3 separate regions of the Mus musculus genome follow, and regions 2 and 3 are each linked to region 1. Evidence: chromatin contacts called from public Hi-C and promoter capture Hi-C data. All regions are on one chromosome and are shown on one strand. Each heading gives the region's core, a stretch centred on a gene start, on an enhancer-like site or on the middle of the called end of the contact. The rest is flanking DNA. Distances are from core to core; before and after follow the strand shown.

Region 1 (3,342 bases), core at 280-2,779:
GTGACAAGCCAGGCACAAAACGATAATAAATGTTGTTGTATTCCATTTAGAGGCCAGTTATATTCAGAGTAGACAGAAAGACAGACAGTGCATGGGGACACCATGGGTGGGGAGTGGCAGAATGTGTGTTTTCTGTATGGGGTGATGAAAAAAACGTCTTGGGTGTAGTGATGATGGATCTTTGAGCACCAAACACTGGGAGCAAGATTTTCCACACTGTTAAAATGGCCCAGACTGCAAACTTTACATAAGACACCTTCACAGGAACAACTTCCCTGGAGCAGCAAAGAGAGGAGAGGGCGCCACCAGTGTTCCCGGGCTTTGCCTTCCCTTTTGTTTTAAAAGAACAGCCTCTATTTTTAGGGATTCCACACAAAGGCTTGTGGGCGTGGGAAGTACTCCCAGCTGCCCTCCTGTTTCTCAGAAACCCACATGGAAGCCTGGCAAGTTATTTAAGGTTTAGGAACTATGCCAGATTGAAAATGGAGATAATTTAATCTCTCTGTATGTTAATTCCCACCCCTCGTCCTGCAACCCGAGGTGGCTCAGTGGTCCTGCTGAAGTGGTGAGGGTCAGCCCCCCACCCCCGCCTCTCAGCATGCCCGGGCCGCATTCTGGAAGCTCCATTTCCTGCCAGTTCGGTGTCACCTGACTGAACCACCGCCCTTCGGACAGGGGGTGCTCAGGGCCTGGGTCTCTAGTCCAGATGCTCGAGTCCGGACGCTGGGGCGGGGTCGCCCGAGATGCAGGGCAGGTGGCCAGGAGCGCTTGCGGCCACGTGGCAGGACCGGGTGGGGCGGGCGTGGCCTCCGGAGCCTGAGTAGGAGCAGGTGAGGGTGCGGGCACTGCTCTGTGGAGGGGAAGAGTGGCTGGGGTCGCAAGGACCTGACTCTGGTGCCCAGAGCCTCATCCCGCAGCCCTCAGATCTTTTTAGGGTGATGTGTCCCAAAGGAATCTTGCCCTATTCCTCTCCCCACGAGTCTCCTGCAGGATGGGGAGCACGGCCAGTTGCCTCAGCCCTTCTCCCTCCCTCTCTTTTTTCTTTCAAATGTCATGGGGCAAGGTCCCTGGCCTCAGGAAAGCCAGATCAACTCCTCTGGTGGGCCAGAACTGTACTTTTCTGACATCTTTTTCTTACCTGCCCTATTCTGGCCAGGGTCCAGGGGCCTCTCAAGACAGCCGCCAGCCCTCTGGCTCTGCCTCCAGTACACTCTGCCTGCACTCACCACCAGACACGGGTTCCAGCAAGACCCCAAATGTCCTTGCTCTGAACAAAGGGTTCCCAAGGCACTGGGGAAAAGAGTGTAGGACTATGTCTTTAAGGGCTAGGCAGCTGAGCAGTCAGCCTAGACCATTCCCCAATATTCAGGAGTTCAGGGAGTAGGGAGTGAACTATAGGAGTTCCTGTGACCCCAGGACAACGGGAAATGATCAGGCGGGCTCTGAACCATAAATGAGGTTCTGAAGAGAGCAGTGGGGAGGAGTCCCCAGATGGGGCCAACAAGGTTTCTACTTCACCCACGACCTTTCTCAGTGCAGAGGAAGCTGGACAGGCAAGAAGCAGCAAGGGAGGGAGGGAGGGCCTGGCCTGACAGAGTGATGTTTGCTTTCCAGAGTGGTCTCCCTATCTAGATAAAAGTATCAGAACCTCACTTCCTGGAGAATGGCCCAGAGGTCTCCGCAAGAACTCTTCCACGAGGCAGCCCAGCAGGTAAGTCTGGTTACAGGGGTGGTGGTGGAGCTGGCAGAGGCCATCAGACAGACAGGTGCCAGCAGAGGGGGGGTCTGTGGCAGTGCAGTATTTTCAAAGCAGTTATCTCAGGTTTACTTAGGCGTTGAGGGAATACCTCGGACAGCAGTTAACCGTGCAGAAAGTCTCCTTTGGCATTAGCTGTAATGTACTCCGCTCTCTGCCCTCCACCCCATCATGGGAAGAATGCCACGAGTGGAGGCTGAGACTCAAATGATATGAACTCCCTTTAATAACAAATCAGATCAAAGTCAGAAGGTAAGTTTATTTCTAGAAAAGCTAATCTACGGAAATCAGGGGGTTTCTGGACTCCCTGATGTCTGCTGGTTTTGTTTTTATTAAGTCCTTCTTGTTGGTTATTAGTGTGTGTGTGTGTGTGTGTGTGTGTGTGTGTGTGTGTAGTGTGTAGTGTAAAATATTCCATTTGTGGTCGATGGTTGATATAGAATTGAAGGATTAATCCCTTAAATGAAAGCCCACACCTTGGTGCTTATGGGGTCTCTGCCATCCGTGTTCAGTCACCTTGGTGTTTCATTGCCCCCTGGGTTTCCTTTATGCTTTGTAGTGAGAGGCAGGGAGGTGTTCCTGCACTGCAAGAGAGGGGAGTAAGCCCTTCAGCAGGAGAAAGAATATATATTTCAAGAACAAGGTCTAGAGCTGAAAGTCCGGAGGTGGTAGGGGCATCCAAGCCACATGTTAACCCTTTTCATGTGTGCACAGATGCCAGTGAAGGCGTGCTGCCTGCTGACCAGCAGGCGGTAAATGCTCCATAAACATATGACAAGGAGTGGCAGAACTAGGCTGAAGTCAGTTAATGACTTTGTAATGCAGTTGGGGGATGATCTAGTCTCCAAGTAACAGTATTATATGTTAACACATTGGTGCTAGTCTGTGTCATTAAAAACAAAATTAAAAACAGAATAAAACGAAACAAAAAAACCTTTGCTTTCATTTCTGAGTCCTCAAAAATTCTGTGCCAGACCATAGGGGATGCACCTGGTTAGTCAGGTGACCAAAGCCAGGAGTGGAAGGAGTCTAAGACCAAGGCTTTTGCTGGGGATTATTGCAGGAACGTGAAGGCAGGGTAGAGTGAACAGTTTGGGGTGTGCCACTCTGAAGAATTTTTCTGGACTCTGGATTAAGTGTTGGTCTCTAGTTTCCTAGTAACTGACCCTGGGATGATTTAGGTTGGTGTTAGGAGTTAGTGGCCGCAGCTCTAGACTGAGAATTGGTAGGTTGGCTTATGAAAGACATAGTCCCATCTAAGCTTTTGCTCTCTAAGACAGCCAGTAGGATTTGGTCTTTGCCTGCTTATGAATGGATGGCTTGTATTACTTCAAACATTTACATTGCCCTCTGCTACATTTCATCCATGACCAGAAGCAGAGAAGAAAATTGCTGTCTTTGTCACTATATGATAGATCAGCGTTTGCAAGATGTCTAGATGTTAAGGATGCTGAGGCACGAATTTTGTGCTCTAAGTGAGGTGCCCACCGGGTGGTACCTAGAGCATGGTCTGACTTCCTAAGGAGAGGCTATGTGACTTTTAGCTTCATTTTGTAATTTTCCTCACAAGATATATCTTTTCATAA
Region 2 (3,342 bases), core at 629-3,128, 49 kb before region 1:
AAGGTGCCAAGGAGCAGTGCAGCATGGAAGCACAGCTTCCCCTGGGCAGACCACAGCACTGGGGATTGAATTCGGTCTCCAGCAGAGACAGACTGCTTCCAAGGACAGAGGTAAAAGGGCAGAGGGGGATGGTTAGCCACTGAGAACAGGATGTGCATGCCTTCAGATAGGGAACACCAGGACTCTGGACAGTGCTTCCTTAGCTCGTATATCTTTTAAGTTTTGTTTTCTTTCTTATTAAAATGATATAAATGAAATTTTATTTTTTGTGTGATTGTGAAAATGTGAAACTTTAAATCCCGTGGGAAATTTTTGAGGGAAAGTATAACTGTTAATGAAAAATGTTTTTTAAAATCATGTGGTGTTTTAGAATTTCCCCAAATTTGGACTTCTAAGACATATATCCTCAGAAGTATGACTTAAAGTGTTGTCTTATTCATTAACTAATATATGGATGTCAAATTATTTTAAGGCGAAAAACCGTTTCAATGTAGTCAATGTGACATGCGTTTCATACAGAAGTACCTGCTTCAGAGACACGAGAAGATCCATACCGGTGAGTGCTGTGTCCTGCCTAACTAAGCTCATGGTCACCACCACAGGTGGAGGGAGGGAGGGAGGGAGGGAGTCTAAAAAGGCACACTGCTTAAGACTATCAGTCTCTTAATTGTAGTTAAATCCAGGTTTTAATGAATTACAACAAATTATTTTGAAATAGTTCCATAATAATATAAATTACATATTTTGAGTAACAAAGAAGGAAACTTTCCTGAAATAGCTGTGTAAGCTAAGTAAAATGATCATTCCCACTTATAAGGAGCAGTAGCATCCTTCATGTCTCTTTGTTACATGGCGCACTGTATCAAGGAAGACGCTGCCTGTGTCTCCATCCAGGGTTAATGATTTGGAAGTTCACTAAAGTGATCTATATGTTAAATTTTTTAATCTCATTTTAAAGCAAGTATCTCAAATTTTCTAAGTGACTTTGATTTAATAGACTATTGACTTTTCTTCTTTGATATTTCTAAGCATTGTAAGAAGACGTTTCTTTGAAATTAATTTACAGTGTTCAGGAGGTGAGGTGTGTGTGTGTGTGTGTGTGTGTGTGTGTGTGTTTTAGATTTTGTTGGAATTAAGAATGGTGATGAGTGCTAACAGTGACAATGCCAGCCCTGCGAGTTATTAGGGCCTTGTTACGTCCCTGTCCCAGAGTTATTTCGATGTGGTCTTATGGTATGTGCAGGATCTGTGGAACGGGATCCTTGGACACACTAATAGATAGCAGCCCTTTTTAATCAAAAGCTTTCCTGTGTCATGTTTGGTTTTATTTTGAGACAGGTCTTAACTCTAGCTAAAATGGCCTGGAACTCTGTCTTTATGCCTCAGTCTGCTGAGTGCTGCTATCATCGGCATGAGCCGCTATGCTCGGCTGAAACATTTATCACTTTAATATATGGTGGAAGAAAAAAATCATGTGGCTTTTATGTGACTTGATAGTTAACTTGAAATTTCAGTGCAATAATAAAAATGTTAGGTCCAAGGTGAAAAGAGTTGAATATTTTCATGTGTTTATTAGATTTTGATGATTTGTTCATTTAACAAAAACTTAGTGGCTGACCCTTCAATGTTTTTCAGTTGCTAGGAGTACACAGAGACTATTTTGGAGATAAGAGACATATGGATAAGCATCATGTAATTAAGTGTTGTAGACTTCTTGAGAATTACCCCAGAGAAAGCCTCTGCAAAGCGGCCTGAGGCAAAGTTATAAGTCTGTGTGTGACTGGATGGGTGAGCGTGATCTGAGAAAGTGAGACATAATGCTTGTCCTTTTGTCACTCTGACATTGCACTGTGGTGAACTCTGAATGCCCTGGCCACAGTCTTGTAATAGTTCTATCCTGGTTTCATTCCTGACAAAACAACACGGGGCACGCATTTGTTCTAGCTCTCAGTTCCAGGCTGCAGTCTGTCACAGACAAGTCAAGGCTCATACATGCATGCATGCTGGTTCAGTGCACTCTCCTCCAGGCCCAAACCACGTGCTTCTCACTTCTAGGCTATGAATGTAACTAAGAAAATCACCCATAGACCTGCTCACAGACCAACCTGATCTAGACAGTGTCTCACTGAGACTCCCAGGTGATTCTCAAATGTTCCGTTGACTCTTAAAGCAAAGTCACACTTTCTGATTGGGTTTAAGTGAAGTGTGATGAGTAGTTTATTGAGAACTTACTAAAGAAATACCAGGTACTGTTGTTTAGTCCTCCCATTAGTTTTGAAAGGCAGGAGGTATTACTGTCCTCAGGATATATTAGGCAACAGAGAGAAGATGAGAATTTCTTTAACTTCTACAATGTAGTAAATGAAGTTGCACAGACTCCAGTTCAAGTCTCTGTCACTCTAGAGACCAAGATACAGCCACTGAGCAAAATGAGACACAAAATAGCTATATAACTTTTGGCTCTTTGAATTTTTCTTCCTGTCACTAAGCCAGTCAGTTTTGGCTTAGCTTCTCTGTGTGTTAGTAACATCTGCAATGAGTAGAAAGCAGAGGCCAACATTCTCATGTTACAGAAAACAGCCTTGAAGACATACTGACTCCAGAGGAGTCATAACAAGGCAAAGACACTCTCAGAGTCAGTGTCTCCTCCCCCTCCCTCTCCCTCTCCCTCTCCCTCTCCCTCTCCCTCTCCCTCTCCCTCTCCCTCTCCCTCTCCCTCCCCCTCCCCCTCCCCCTCCCCCTCCCCCTCCCTCTTGTGTATGCATGTGGGGAGGGGGAATTTTAATAACAGTTTAATCCAAAGGAATTGAAATTTAAATGTTATAAGGCCAGTAATTTTCAAACTCCCACCCACCCATCCTGTGATAGCAAGCTTACTTTTTTGAAACTAATTTTTAAATAAAATCCAGCACTGAGATTACCAGACATCAAGGCCTGACCTTGGTCCCCAGTACTAACAATAAAAAAAGCAAAAGATGCCAGGCCGAGATGGCACACACCTTTAATCCCATCACTCAGGAGGAGAGGCAGGCAGATCTTTGAATTTCAGGACAGCCAAGGCTACACAGAGAAACCATGTTTCAAAACAGACAAAAAAATGAATAAACCTTAAAAAAAAAAACTCAGAGAAAATCCTAGGGTCAATACCTAGCACTACAAATACAAGGAGTTCCCCACCCCTGTACTCTAACAACCGGTTCTCTAACTCCCAGGACACATTTGTGCCCTGCAGTTGGATATAGCTCTGGCAGTACTTGAGCTGGAATCCAATCCCACAAGGGCCTGAGCAAGACTCTCCTCTCCTCAGACGCTGCATTAAGTCCTCTCATCTGTACTTCTGAC
Region 3 (3,342 bases), core at 346-2,845, 42 kb after region 1:
CAGTTCTCTGCTGTCAGTGAGTACTCTGGGATTTCTTCATCATCACCGTTGCCCTGCTTCATCTGCCTCCCTAGAGTTCTCCAACCCAGCTTCCATATTGCCAGTTCCCATGGTCTACACACCATCTCAAATTAAAGTCAAACACCCTCTGGCCCTTCATTCATTATCTCCATTTTTCTACTTTTAAAAGTTAGGATTAATCTAATTATCTCTTAAAAGTAGAATTGTCTTTTCTTCACTGACAAGTTCTTATGTGTGAGTAATATATCTTGGTCATATCCACCCCCAAGACCCCTTCTAACAACCCTGAGACATCCCCGACACATCTTCCTCCCACCCTCACATCCGCTCTGGCTTCTGTATTGCTTTGGCAGCCCACTGAAGCCAGTTGTTACTTTCTGTTGAGTGGTGACTCCTGACTGTGTTGGCCTGGTCTTCTGCCGGTGGCCATAGCTGCTGTGGGTTCCCGAGTGTATTGATCGTGGCATGTCCAGAGGACAGTGCCCACAGTGCTCCTCCCCACCCACAGTACTCCTCTACACTCACAGTGCTCCTCCACACTCACAGTGCTCCTCCCCACCCACAGTGCTCCTCCACACTCACAGTGCTCCTCCCCACCCACAGTGCTCCTCCACACTCACAGTGCTCCTCCCCACCCACAGTGCTCCTCCCCACACCTGGGGCCTTCAATTCTTTCTGCCTCATCTGAGATGGTGTCTCAGCCTTGAGGGTGGGATGGAGGTCACATAGCTGTCCCATTTAGAACCGAGGACTCACTCAGTCATCAGTTCAGTCTCTTTGACCAGTTATGCGTCTCTGACCAAGATTACAGGGAGCACTGGTCTATATGTGTCACTATTTAGAAAGAAGCCTGACAATATGTCCACTTAGCAAAACCACACTGTGACAGATGCTGGGCAGGGTTGCTTCCCACCTCAGAGACGCAGAAGCAGCAGTCTGGAGAGAGGAGTAATTTCTAGGAACCCAGGCTTCTGCGGTCAGCCCCTTGCTGGTCTAGCAGAGAGGCAAAAATCTGAGTTATCAGACTTAGGTTCCTGTGTAAGGCCTATGCCCTAAGGCATGGACTTTTGCCTAGGTTTATAGTATATACGTGAGCTCTGTCCTGTGGAGCAGGGTGAACACGAACATTCTGGCTGCTCCTCTGGAGTGTGAAGTCAGCCCACATGGTGGCTAAGAAGGACAAGGCTTGGATCTTTCAGAATTGCTCAGCACTGGCTTACAGAGACAGGCAGTACATATTTGCATGGAGAGAGCCCACGAGGAAAGGTAGCCAGACTGCATGGCCTTTTTTGTCCCTGCAGGAGCGGTCGGCTAGTCTGTAGCCGCCATAAGGGAGGCCTCCATGCCCTTACTGTGAGACCCCTGTCTTGCACCCCATTTTTAGCACCCTGCTTCAGTCCTGGAACGGGAACAGGGGCCAGGTTACCACTGTGGCATTACCTTCCCAACCAGCTCCTGCCCCTTGTGGTGGACACCAACGCTGCAGGCTTTGTCTCCAAGTGGTTTCCAGGCTGTGGGGCAAGGCCTGCCTGGAGGGCCGGCCTTGCAGTGCCCTCCGTGGCCTCTGTGTGGAGTTGCAGTCTGTGTTCTCTCGGGACCTCTGGGCAGGATACCTCGCCCCAGGGCAGCTCACTCAGCCCTTCTCCCTTCCACAGTCCTAGGAGGAAACACCCACTCCTGTGTGTGGATTGCTTCTCCAGAGCTGGTGTTTATGTTTTTGTTCACCAAGGACTGTCATGCACACACTCTCAAGTGACACTGGACAGGGCTGGGCAGGGTTACTTGAGAGATGCCGAAACAGCAGCCGGGAGAGGGGACGTTGGTTCTGAGAGCGCCGCTGTGCAGCTAGCTCCCAGCTGGTCCAGCAGAGAGAGGCAAAGTCTGGGAGTAGGCAGAGAACTATTTCAATGAGGGCCTGACTTTCATTCCAGCCTTGGTCCCCATGGCCCTGCCTGCCCCTAGCAGTGCTGGCAGAGTCCGAGGGAAGCAGGGAACACCCTAAGCTCTGGTTCAATGCTAGACCTCTGTCCACCTGTATTTTCAAACTGCATGGGGTTGGGGATCCCTGCCCGGTGTCCTCTGCTCCTACAGGCTTCCGCATGGCCTTCTTCAGAGATGGGCAGTGAGGTGTAGTGTGGGACAAAGACTATGGGTCCCAGTGTTCTGCTCCCAGAAACCTGGGGATAGAAAGTCCCCTAACCCATTGGTCTGGAGTGTGCTGAGAGCATAGCGCCCATCTTTGTTCCAAACCTCTCACTTGACTGGTGCTCAGCCAAGGCTTGAACTCACAGATCTTTGCTGTGTGTGTGTGTACATATGTACGTATTTGAGGAACCGGGGAGAGGGACACTCTATATGTATTATCCTAGTCACCCTTGAAACACCTAGTGGGGGCCGTGAGGTAACAATGCCCACTTTATAGACAAGGGAGTGGAGACTCCAAAGAGCTGGTCCAATTTTCCTAGATTGTGTAGTAAGTGGCTTGGCTAGTATGACCTCAGAGGCGCCATGTGCCATCAGGTAGAGGTAGGGTCTCTATACTGCTTCCATTCTTTCAGATCAAGAGGGTCTGAGAGCCTGAGTTCTCAGCCAGCCTTCTCTTGTGGGGGTCAGATGGTCAGAGCCAAGCCCCTAGAGGGGTAAACAAGAGATGAAATAGAAGCCTGTGAACAACACCAGGCAGGGTGGTGACAAAGACATGCTCTCCCAGTGCCACTAGGAACTGAGATCTCGGACAAGCTCAGCCAACAAGTGCTAGATTCAGGTCCAAAGTCCGGCAGGTTTATTGTCAGGCCACCGAGGTCACTCCCCACGTAGCCTGCCTCTCACCCCTGGGTTCTCCAGCAGCTGCCTTCTTCCTGGAAGGCGGGGTGATACAGCAGGTGGCTCCACACTGGTCCTCTGCATTGAGCCCGAGGGCAGTCCCACCTCAGCGTGGGTGAGCATTTCTGCCATTCCTTAGCATAGTTCCCTGACAAAGATGCCAGCTGAGAGTGGGCAAGGAGCACAGCTGGGTCAGGGTAGCAAGCCTGCGGGATCTGAGGCCGCGGTAGAAGGGGCATGGTGAATAGCCTTTATTTTTGAGACAGCATCTCATTGTGTAACTCTAGCTGGGTCTGGATTAACACTATGTAGATCAGGCTAACTTTGTACTCAGAGATCTACCTGCCTCTGCTTCTGCCTCTGAGTGCTGGGATTAAAGGTGTACCACCAAGATGTTTTTATTATTATTATTATTATTATTATTATTATTATCATCATCATCATCATCATTATCCTATCTTCTGTTTCTCTTTTATCTCTCCCCATACTTGACTTGCC

The links. Promoter capture Hi-C pulls out the DNA fragments that hold promoters and counts their contacts. Hi-C and Micro-C count contacts between places; a contact is called where the count stands out from the background.
Region 2: a contact with region 1 is called in a promoter capture Hi-C map of cranial neural crest, with 1.9 times the contacts expected there. The contact joins the enhancer-like site here to the promoter of Slc12a8 in region 1. A contact is called at or near these places in 4 of 39 promoter capture datasets (cranial neural crest, liver, macrophages and 1 more), 1 of 484 Hi-C or Micro-C datasets (nephron progenitors), 2 of 115 datasets of contacts at active chromatin or transcription factors (both in embryonic stem cells) and 3 of 9 other capture datasets (adipose tissue, liver and pancreatic islet).
Region 3: a contact with region 1 is called in a Hi-C map of uterus, with 1.7 times the contacts expected there. The contact joins the enhancer-like site here to the promoter of Slc12a8 in region 1. A contact is called at or near these places in 10 of 39 promoter capture datasets (the 3T3-L1 cell line, 3T3-L1-derived adipocytes, HPC-7-derived erythroid cells and 7 more), 5 of 484 Hi-C or Micro-C datasets (the 63-12 cell line, adipose-derived mesenchymal stem cells, nephron progenitors and 1 more), 3 of 115 datasets of contacts at active chromatin or transcription factors (CD8 T cells, embryonic stem cells and intestinal crypt epithelium) and 3 of 9 other capture datasets (adipose tissue, liver and pancreatic islet).

What each region holds. Positions count from the first base shown.
Region 1 is chr16:33,516,666-33,520,007 of GRCm38.p6, forward strand. It overlaps Slc12a8 (solute carrier family 12 (potassium/chloride transporters), member 8), which reads left to right and starts at 1,530. Exons shown (of 13, transcript NM_134251.3): 1 at 1,530-1,711. The coding sequence starts at 1,664.
Region 2 is chr16:33,467,628-33,470,969 of GRCm38.p6, forward strand. Zfp148 (zinc finger protein 148) reads left to right here. Exons shown (of 9, transcript NM_011749.4): 7 at 473-556. Among named protein-coding and RNA genes, the nearest start is that of Slc12a8, 49 kb to the right of the region's middle. Within about 2 kb of position 1,879, at least 12 of the 459 cell types and tissues checked have an H3K27ac peak or open chromatin away from gene starts, as enhancers often do.
Region 3 is chr16:33,558,911-33,562,252 of GRCm38.p6, forward strand. The region is part of intron 4 of Slc12a8 (solute carrier family 12 (potassium/chloride transporters), member 8); the gene reads left to right. Among named protein-coding and RNA genes, the nearest start is that of Slc12a8, 42 kb to the left of the region's middle. Within about 2 kb of position 1,596, at least 194 of the 459 cell types and tissues checked have an H3K27ac peak or open chromatin away from gene starts, as enhancers often do. A contact at or near this core is called in adipose tissue, adipose-derived mesenchymal stem cells, intestinal crypt epithelium and 1 more, where this site is marked.